3 separate regions of the Oryctolagus cuniculus genome follow, and regions 2 and 3 are each linked to region 1. Evidence: chromatin contacts called from public Micro-C data. All regions are on one chromosome and are shown on one strand. The core of a region is the stretch at or near the end of the contact, and the rest is flanking DNA. Distances in the headings are between cores, read along the strand shown. Region 1 holds the start of CYB561 (cytochrome b561). Region 2 holds the start of TACO1 (translational activator of cytochrome c oxidase I). Region 3 holds the start of MAP3K3 (mitogen-activated protein kinase kinase kinase 3).

Region 1 (3,530 bases), core at 265-2,764:
TTGCTCAAAGCACCCCCAATGCCTTCCCCACTGTAAGCTTGCCCCTGGGCACGCTGCTGGGTGTTGCATCCACTCGTTCACTGAAACAGAATGTTACAGAGGCTAGTGACAGCCACACGCTAAAATTTTATTTGAGAGGCAAGGCGACTGATCGGGACCGACACCCCTTACTGGAGTGTGGCCCCCAACAGTGAGTTACGCAGCTCTTTATAGAATTCGTCCACTAGGGCTCACAATTTTGAAATTTCTTGTCACACAGTTACCAGACCTGGGATATAGTTGTAAGATAAACATGGTGAGGCACATTTCTTTAATCTCAGACAGAACACTGGGCTGGGCCTTTTCCCGGTTCTTGGAATTTGCCCCACGCAGTTTCACAAGATAGCCATTAGCAAGCAAGCAAACAAGACTGATCTTTACAGAGTGGGAAATCATCCGGTTAGCTCTTAGCCACACTTACTCCATTTTGATTTCAACTCTACACTGGGGTGTGTGTGTCTCTCCTTAGCAGTGTTGCAGGATCTTGGAGGGAGGAGGTGCCCACGGCCCCCTGGGGACCGCAAGGCCTGCCCTGTGACCCAGGAGCTCAGCACTCACTCGGGGAGGGGGCAGCCCCACCCAGCAGGACTCCTCTCCTGGCCCAGACCCACAACCCAAACAACGGGAAATGGCTCCGTTCCACCTTCAGTTCACAAGGCATTTGCTGCCCGCCGTTCACCTGTTAGCAAGCTAAGGCAGCTGGTTCTTCCTTGGAAACTTCCACGAGCTTCCTGGGGCTGCAAGACACCCTAGCGCGACCCCTGGCCTGCAGGGTTCACACCTGGTCCCTCTGAGAGCAGGGACCCAGCTGTGTTTGCCCCACGGGAAGGTGCGCCCAGGGCCAGAGCCACCTGGTGTGTCTCGCCGTAGGCTTCTGTCCTCGGAGGGGGTGCTGTGTCCCAGGGCCTGTGGGACACCCATCCGAGGGCCTTGGAGGAGCAGCTGTCCCACGCCCTGTGCATCTGCAACAGGGGCCGGGAGGCAGGTGGGGAAGGAGCTGGGTTTCTCTCCGGAGGGGAGGGGACTCATTTCTCTCCTCCTCCTAGGCCCTTGGCGAGTCTGGTCTGGCCCAGCATCCGACAGGAAAGAACCTTTTGTTCTGAGCTTGTAGGAAGTCTGCGCAGCATTTCCTGGATGGGGGTCCGGGCCGGGCTGCCGGGGGTGGGGGTGGGGCTGGCTCCCAGCCTAGCGCTGCCCTTAGCACTTGGGACAGGGGAGGCTGCGGACGACAAGGCCCAGGCCTCCACGAGAGGCTGGTGGGATACTTCCCCTTGGCGGGCCTGCCTGTGTGTGCGCTTCGCAGGCCGGGCCTCCCGACTTGGGAAAATGCGGGCAAAAAATCCGCTCACCACCTTGTGTGCGCGTGCGGTGTGGGGGCTGGAGCCAAGGGAAGGGGCTGGTCCCGGCCCTGTCGGTGCAGTGACACCTCCCGCCGCGGGGCGGGGACACGAGGGCGCCTTTTCAAGGCTCGCGGGCCGCGGTGCTGAGCCAGGCCGGGCCGCGTCTGACACCTGGCGGCCTGCGGAGCTCGGAGCGGGAAGACGAGGACAGCGTGGAGCCGGAGAACCAGGAAGCCCGGAGGCGAGGCCAGGGAGGGGCGCCCGCACCTCGCTCCCGACTTCGTCCCCCAGGCTCGGACCACCCCGGTGCGCCCCTCGCTTCGCCCGCGGCTACGCAGTCGGGCCCCTCAGGTCACCCGAACTCAGGTCCAGAGGCTGGGGTCCTGGTGGCCCCGCACCGCAGCCCCGCACCGGGCAGCTGGGTTCGGGCGCTGCACCTGAGGACCCACCGGCACCCTCGGTCCCTGGCACGTGCGGGGCAGCCTGGGGAGCGCCTCCTGGGGGAGCGCGTCGTGGGCACTTCCGGCCGCGGACACGCTCCCCCGCGGCCCGCCCGCCGCCGGTCGCCATGGCGACGCCGTCGCGCCGAGGCCCGCGCGCCGGCTGGGAGGCTGGCGCGGCCCGCGGAACCGGCAGAGCGGCCGGGGCGCGGCGCGGCGACGCTCGCAGGCCGGGCAGCGGCGGCGCGGCGGGACGAGGTAGGCGGCGCGGGCGGCGCGGTGGGAGCAGAGCCCCAGCGCCGAGGGGAGGCGGCCCCGGGACGGGCGGGGGGCGGGGGCGAGGCGCCCAGGTGTGCGGGGAACGGCGGGCCCGGCCGGGCCGGACCAGGCCTTCCTCTTCCTGCACCTGCCCTGCACCTGTCCCAGCGTCGCGCCCGCTTCCTGGCTCTGCCGAGTCCCCGCGGAGTGAGCGTGCGGGCTGCTGGCGACCCCAAGTTTAAACCCCTGGGCCCGCAGCCATGTTGTAGGACGAGGTAGGGTGGAGGTGGCTCAGCCAAGCCCCGGCCACGACTGTGCTTCCTTCGGAAACCTGAAACCTGGCCGCCAACGCCGCAGGGTCGTGGGTGGACACGTCCCAGGCCCGAGGGGAGGCGCCTTCGTGTTCTGCTCCACACCCCAGCCTCTCGGCGTCGGCGCAGGGGGTTTCTAGCCGAGGAAAGCCCTGCTCCTCGGTTGGCCTCGGGGGCCCTGGACGCCGGGTACAGCCGGCGGGGAACTGCACTGAGCGGGCACCTGCTGCTGCCCAGGGCGCGGGCCCCCTCCCCTCCCTGCCTGGCACGGCCGCGGAGGAGCCGTGGGGCCCCGGGGTCCCGGGCGCGCCTTCGGAGACCCCTGCCTGGGCTTTGCTGCCTCTGATTGTCCCCCTCTTTCTCGAACCTTCCACGGTGGCAGCCTTTGAGAATTTTCTAAGACTTATGAAATGAAGCTCCATCTTCCGTCGCCCGGATCCTGCTTGTTTTTATAGCAAGTGAAGCAAAAACAGAAAGCAGGGTTTTGCCCACCTCGGCTGAATGCCTTGCTTAGGGGAGAAACTGGATCGAGGCAGGGAAACACCGGGCAGCCCCAGCCCCTAGTAGGGGGAGCCTCCTGCGGCCCGCGGTGGACCCCCTCCTCGGCAGCTGGGTCAGCGTCTTGCGGGGGGAGCAGCAGGAAACATCAGCGGCTGCCCCAGCCTGGGGTCCCTGGGCTCTGCTCTCTGACCGGCGCGGACTCGAGCTGCTGCAGATTCAAGGCAGGGCACCCTGCATCCTGCAGCCCCCAGAGTGCCTGCCCTGCGCCGGAGCGGGAGTGGGGATTTGTTGGAGGCGGTGGGACTGTCGCAGCCCCCTTGCAAAGTTCGTCTCTTCTGATTTAAGCCCAGGGCGTCCTCCCACTGTGACGGAGAAACCTTGGGCTTGGGGCTTTCTTCCTGGCGGCCAGCTCAGCGCTTGCTTTGCCTTTGTCATCCCAGCGAGGGCATTCTGGGGAAACTGAGCCACTTCCCCCTCACGCGCAAAGACCCGACCCAGTCCCCGCCCTCACCGAAATCTTTTCTAACTTAATTAAAAGCCTGCTGCTGATGTAGAAGCCCCGGGCCAAGCCAGGCCGTCGGAGCGCCCTCTGCGCCCCGGGCTGCCCATCGAGCGCAGTGTCTGGTCCCCACTAACGAGAT
Region 2 (3,331 bases), core at 779-3,278, 130 kb before region 1:
CTCATCCTGCCTCTCCCACCACCACTAGCACCTCTACCCGCTCCCTTTCTACTGGCTTTTCTCCCTAAGGGTATAAACATCTGAAAAAGAGAAAGAAACCCTTCCTCAATCTAACACCAGGGCTTCCCCCACACCATGCTCCTTCTTTCCACCCCATCTCCTCACAACTCAGCCAAGCAGCCCAAGGCTGCATGGTTCTGCACACTGTCTAGCCAGCCTGCTACCAACCATGCTCCTTCAACCAATGGTCAAGGACAGAGCTCCCAGCACCCTCTGGGTTCAGGGTGCCAACCACATCGCAACCCTTCTCTGATCACTTAAGGAGTTTCTGGTGGCCTCCTAGGTATGCATCCTGGGGGATATGATCAACAACAAGAATGCCAAACTGAGGACGCACCTCCATCTTCAGTGCCGCCTCAATCGTTGACTTGGGCATGTGCTTGCTGCGACACACCTCTAAGATGTTGGCCAGGTTGCTGTTGAGCTCAGGGTTGGGGCCTCCCTCTGAAATAAAGAGAAAATAGTGAGCAGTGAGCTCTCATTACAACATGGGAGAAAAAGGGGGATTTCCAGGTCCTCACACCCCCAGCCAAAACAGTGATATGTTATCACTTAGTTTTCCATTAGTTTAGAACACTTTTATTTAGTGTTTGAGTGGGATATGGAGAAGTAGCAGTTTGGAAAAGTGTCTAGTTCACTGTGTCTTTAGCTAAGAATTTTATTTTGCTATGTTTTAGTGAACATCACTTTGTATGAAATAAAGAGGGGATATACCAGCATCTCCTGGACTTATTATTAATATCCCTTGCTCTTACTTTATTATTGCGTACATAATACTGAAATGTTCAAATGACACTGTAATCATGCTCATTGACTCTGAGGGTAGGGGCTGTGTCTTATTGTATTTATATTATCAATGCCTGACAATACAAAATAAACATTCGGGGCGAGCATTATGGCACAGTGGATTAAGCCACTGCCTGTGATGCTGGCATATCATTGAGCACTCGTTGAAGTCCCAGCCACTCCAGTTCCCATCCAGCTCTCTGCTTATGCTCCTGGGAAAGAAGCAGCAGGTGGCCTGAGTACTTGGGCCCCTGCCACCAACGTGGAAGGCCAGAATGGAGTTCCAGGTTCCTGGCTCTGGCCTGGCCCAGCCCTGGTTACTGCAGCCATTTGGGAGTGAACCAATGGATGGAAGATAGCTCTCTCAGTCTCTCTCTCTCCCTCTGTAACTCTGCCTTTCCAATCAATAAAATAAAATCTTTAAAAAACAATAGTGTTGGTCAAACTTCGCACCAAGAATTGAGAAATAAAAAGGAAACAATGCAACAAATCAGCTCTGAGTACCAGGGTGGAGTTACACTCACCATCCTGTCTTGCTAGGCTCCTTCTCTGGTAAGCACAGGTGTCTGGAAAGGCGAGCGAGGAGAGCCAGCGTGGGAAGGTGTTTGGGAGGGTTTATGAGGTGGGTGACGATGGGAATCGGGGAAGGAACAGAAAACGCAGGTCCCGAGATTCGGGAGGCGAGTGAGGCCTCGGGCTCGGAAGGGCACAGCCTGCCAGCAATGAGTGACAGGTTCTCACCTTTGACTGCCAGGCGAATGCTCAGAGAGAGCTTGGAGAAGACGCGACTTCTTTCAGTGTCCTTGGGACCCTTGATGTGCCGGACTTTGGACCACTTGTTGTGCCCGGCCGGGGCCGCCACGGTGAGGTGCAGCATCCTGCCCAGAGCTGGGCCGCATTCTAGGGGCTCGGGCTGGGCGGCGCGTGGAGGAGCCGCCCGGAACCCAGGACCTGGCGCCCATAAGCACTGGGCAGCTGCCCTGCTCCAGCGGGCCGCGGTCCAAGCTGCCATCGGCTCCGACCCTGGGCTGCACGCTACAAACAGTAGTCAACAAGGTCAGCTCCTATTGTCCGCAGCCAGAAAAAGCAGCTCCAGGCGCTGGAGATCTAAAGGCTTATTTATGGTTGCCTCCGGCAGTCCAACAAGGAATGACCCCTCACCGTCCCCGTGTCAGCCGGGAGTGGGGAACCCTTAATGGAGTAGCACACTTCCTGTCCTAGGTCCGTTCTAAAAACACGTCCCCTCAGCCCGCGAAGTCCGTTCCGCCGCTTACAGTACTCGTTCCTTTCGTGCCCCGGGAAGGGTGACCTAGCACTTAATCCCTCCCAGTTGCCTGCGAGCACTGGACACACCTACAATGATCTAAATTCCGAAACTGGTTTTGCTTCAATGTTGATTCGTAACTCTGAGCAGATCCAGAATAATAAATGTATTGTTGCAAAAATAGTATATATGGCCCAACCTCCTCATTCAACAGCAAGGTGATTTGCTCAGTCAGGTTGTCCCTCTTGATGCTAATACTTTCTTTACCAACATAGGAAGGTTGAAAACACAAAATAAGCCTTGGAGCTTTAAAATAGTAAAGTCTTGGGGGCCAGCGTGTGGCGGCAGTGGGTTAAGCCACTGCTTGTGATGCCAGCATCCCATGTGGACACTGGTTCTGATGCAGGCTGCTGCACCTCTGATCCACCTCCCTGTGGTGTGCCTGCGAAAGCAGCAGCAGAAGGCCCAAGTACCTGTGCTCCTGCCGCCCACATGGGAGACCTGGATGGAGTTCCAGGCTCCTGGCTTCAGCGTGGCCCAACCCTGGCCCTTATTACAACCACTTGGAAATTGAACCAATGGATGGAGGGCCTCTGCCTCCAGCAACCTGGGGCCTGCAGGGCAGTTTCTCTGTATTCTTCAAAAGAAGGGTCCACTTCCCTCCCCTTCAATTGCTAACTTTCAGGATTATTTTAAAATCACATTGAACCACTGAAGGCTGGACCAGAAGTGCCAAACATACTACCACCTTGCTAAAATCTAAAAATGCAACCTAAAATTTGTCATGTCCAATCCCGTACCCCCCAAGCCCCCATCCCAACAGAAAGCCCCAGGGGCCTTGGACACCTGACCAAAATGAAGGGGCCTGCAAACACCTGGGCACCACGGACTATATTTGAGATTTTGTCCATTCCCATGGAAACTAGGAAAGTAGATGTTCCAAACAAGGAAAAAAAAAAAAAACCTTTCAACACTGGCCACAAAATAAGCTAGAGAATGGGGGATGCCTGGCCATTAAATGAGACCTCAAATTTAATATTATTCTCTAAATTAACCTCTTCTTCAAGAGACCACAGAAATAGTCAGAAGTTCTTTATAGCTAAGCCTGCATGGCACCCTTCCAAAACTCCACCCTCAGAGGAAGCTGTGGGCTTTGTTATTCCCATACCCTTTTAGAGACACGAAACTCAGAAGACCAGAACTATTTAGTGGTCCTCCACC
Region 3 (3,204 bases), core at 514-3,013, 150 kb before region 1:
TGTTGGATAATGAAATGCAGCCAAAACATCTGGGCACTCTGGTTTTACAGTCAAGGAAATGGGGAGAGCTTTGCACCCCCTCAAGTATTTCACACTCTTGAGAATGAAGGTTATCCCTACAGGACCATAGGAAAGCTTAGTAGAAACACTATGGCAATATAGGTTCATAAAGCAGTTCAAGCGGTTGGCTCAAATTCTGTAACACAGAACAAATGTCTGAAGCCTGGGGAAGAGAAAGAATTCTGTGTCCTGTTTACAGTAAATGTTCAATTTGTTAAATCAGATTATTAGACTCTAGGCCTTACTGGGTTCCTTTTATGCCTCCTCTCAGCATTTCTGAAGTGGGGCACAGGAAGGAAAGAGTAACTCCAGCAAACCAACAGACCCTTCCCATACTGTGTATAGAGCAGCATGAAACACAAGGCAACTCATTCACAGCCAGTGCGTGGAGAGGGGTCACCGAAGACTATGTGGCCAGCGTGACATAGCATATACACCTAACCTCCAGCAAAGATGACTTGACCTTGCTATAGGACAAAGCAAACAGGAACGCTCCCTCTGCACTCAGGGCACTTAGCTGAGGCAAAAGTCCCCTTCTTTCGCTGACATTTCCCCCTTTACTATTTAGGACAATACAAAATATCTTGCAAAGCTTGCTACTGGGGACAACAGTATCACAGCACCTGTCCCGACCGAATCAATGTTGTGTTTTTTTTTTTTTTAAAGGATCATTTGCTTCTTAATCCAGTCCAACAGTCATTTGCTAAGGTACCAGAAAGGATACTATACAACAGTTCAGACGCTGCGTGTGGAAGACATTAAAAGCTTTTCTTAGATTACATCTTCACAGCAGAAATCGCAAATACTGACAAAAAGGAAATGATTTCATAGAGATTCTTTTATGCAGCGAATGTTTCGTGCAGCAGTTACATAATTTCAGGGATACCGCAAGATAAAGATAATAGATGTAAGACACTGCCCCCGGATCGTTCAAAAAGTAGGCTATGCCCGGTAACTGGCAGCGCCCAGCCTCCCGGAGCCTCCAGCCAGCCCCGTGCGGGCAGCGCGCGTTCGCCCGCCGCCCCGCGCCTCGCGTCCATCCCCTCGCGGCCGATCCCACACGCCCTCCCCCCGCGCAGCGCCGCGCCGCGCCGCGCACAAGGCTGGAGAGCAAGCCCCGGGAACTCTCACAGGCCGGCCAGTGCGAGCAAAGGGAAGGAAATGACACAGGCAGGAAAAAAAAGCAAATCAAGGAAAAGACACAACAGCAGCTGGGCCTGCACCAGCCTCCAGCCCGGGCCCCACACTGCGCTCTCGCTCCCCCGCCCTCGGGCTCGCGCGCCGGCTCGCTGGGGCCGGAGCGGGCGGCCCGGCAGAGCACGGGCCCCGGGTCCCGCCGCGCCGCCCGGAAGGAGGGCTGCCGAGCGGGAGCCGCCGGCGGGGCCGCCCTGGCAGGCCGCGGGGAGCCCGAGCCCCCGCCCGGGACGCGACGCCGGCCGGCGGTCCGCAGCTCCCGGCCCGGCGGGCTGTCCATGCCTGTCAGGCGGCGGCCCGGGGTCCTCCTCCCCTCATCCCGGGGCGGGGCGTCGCGAGGCAGCGCGGGCACAGGCCGGGGCGGTGGCGACACTCACCCATGGTGGCGATGGCGGCGGCGGCTCGGGTCCGAGAGTGTCACCTCCGCAGCCGGAGCTGCATGCCGGGGGCCCGGGCGGCGGGGACGGCAGCGGGCCTGGCTCCGCGCGGGGGGCGCGGGCTGCGCTCGGGGCCCCCGCCGCCTGCCCAGGCTCCGGCTCCGGCTCCGGCCGCGACCGGGGACTGTGGCATGGGCAAGGTGGCCCGCTACATCCCCGGCGCTCCTGGGCTCGGCCCAGCCCGGCCTCGGCGGCGCCGCTCGGCCCGCCCGCCCGCCAGTCCCTCAGTGCCGCAGTCGCTCCGTCCGGCCACCGTTCTCCACCTCAGGAACGCTCCGAAAAACAAACCGCTGGTCGCGCAGCTCGCCCCCCTGCTTGTCACTCACACCAGCGCTCGCCAATCCCAAGCAGTGGCTGGACCTTCGCGCCACCCCTACTCGCTTCATCAGCCAATGACGAGGAGGAAGTCGGCAGCCCCCCCCCGTTGCCCCCCCTCCGGCTCTCTCCCAACACCCTCACTCTCAGTCGCCAGCTAATCATCAGCACCACACGATGAACCAATCCCGCCCACTCTCGCAGGATGCCAATGGGCGAAGCCAAGGCGGTTTCCGAGGACAGTCTAGCGCCTGCCAATCACCGAGACAGCGCCCGGTTCCCCGCGCTACTAGCCAATCAAAGAGAGGGCTCTGAGCACCCGCCTCTGCGCATCCCTCGCTGGCGGCCTCGCCCTCTCTCCCTGGGAGGTGTTGGTCACTCCAATCACGGCTCCGGCGCGAGGCTCCGCCCACATTCCCACCTCCCGTCAGTCCCCGACGGCTCCGCGGGCGCGCGGGCTGGCGCGGTTCCCTGCCGGCTACTTAGGGGCTGGGGTTAGGAGAAGGCGGCCGCCGGGCCCCTCAGGCCTTCCGCCCTCCGGGTTCTCCGCGGGCTGGGCGGTTCCGGAGGCCGGCGTCCCGCTCCTTCCCGAGCCCAGCACGGTGCGCGGGATGAGCGGGGAGGCTCTGGCTCCGAGCGCTGCCCAGCTTGCGGCCACCTCTGCCGCGGGATCCCTGGTCGAGGCTGCCGTCCGGACGCGTAGCTCTTCCCCCGGGTCGCAAACCTCCGGGGCCACGCCCTCCGGCCTAGGTCCCTCGGCCCCGGAGGTTGGGACAGTCCTGCAGTGTGGGTTCCTGGAATTCGGTGAGTTCTTTCAGAAAATAGTTTCCTTTTTTCTGGTTGTGAAAGCAACACGAGTTTTGTAGAAAACGATCGAAAGATACGGAAAAGTATAAAAAGGAAAATGAAAAGCTCACCCAGAGAGGGCTGTATCTGTTTCCTACTTAGGTCATGCAACGTGTGCCGAAAGTGGCTTCGCATTGTCTTGTAGTGTGCGTACATTTTATTCTAAGCGTTTTCCCGTGCCACTAAACATTGCTTCAAAACAATATTGACTGCATATTTCAGAAAAAATGACCGTAATTAATTGCTCCAACCCTCACCCCCACCCCCATTGTTCAACATTATACACCCAAATCTTCAGACTCAGTTTCAGTGTAATGTCAGACTCCAGAATAATCTTTCTCAGGTGCCACTG

The links. Hi-C and Micro-C count contacts between places; a contact is called where the count stands out from the background.
Region 2: a Micro-C map of ear pinna shows a contact between it and region 1, with 3 times the contacts expected there. The contact joins the promoter of TACO1 here to the promoter of CYB561 in region 1. A contact is called at or near these places in 3 of 6 Hi-C or Micro-C datasets (ear pinna, psoas muscle and an unstated tissue).
Region 3: a Micro-C map of ear pinna shows a contact between it and region 1, with 2.9 times the contacts expected there. The contact joins the promoter of MAP3K3 here to the promoter of CYB561 in region 1. A contact is called at or near these places in 3 of 6 Hi-C or Micro-C datasets (ear pinna, psoas muscle and an unstated tissue).

The regions. Positions count from the first base shown.
Region 1 is chr17:15,239,689-15,243,218 of mOryCun1.1, forward strand. CYB561 (cytochrome b561) reads left to right here and starts at 1,515. Exons shown (of 7, transcript XM_051825113.2): 1 at 1,515-1,685.
Region 2 is chr17:15,108,100-15,111,430 of mOryCun1.1, forward strand. TACO1 (translational activator of cytochrome c oxidase I) reads right to left here and starts at 2,029. Exons shown (of 6, transcript XM_070060499.1): 1 at 1,588-2,029; 2 at 1,371-1,412; 3 at 398-504. The coding sequence starts at 1,858. It overlaps LOC127484491 (a long non-coding RNA gene), which reads left to right. Exons shown (of 2, transcript XR_011383429.1): 2 at 1-2,051.
Region 3 is chr17:15,090,823-15,094,026 of mOryCun1.1, forward strand. MAP3K3 (mitogen-activated protein kinase kinase kinase 3) reads right to left here and starts at 1,764. Exons shown (of 16, transcript XM_008271693.4): 1 at 1,632-1,764. The coding sequence starts at 1,635. LOC127484491 (a long non-coding RNA gene) reads left to right here and starts at 2,178. Exons shown (of 2, transcript XR_011383429.1): 1 at 2,178-2,810.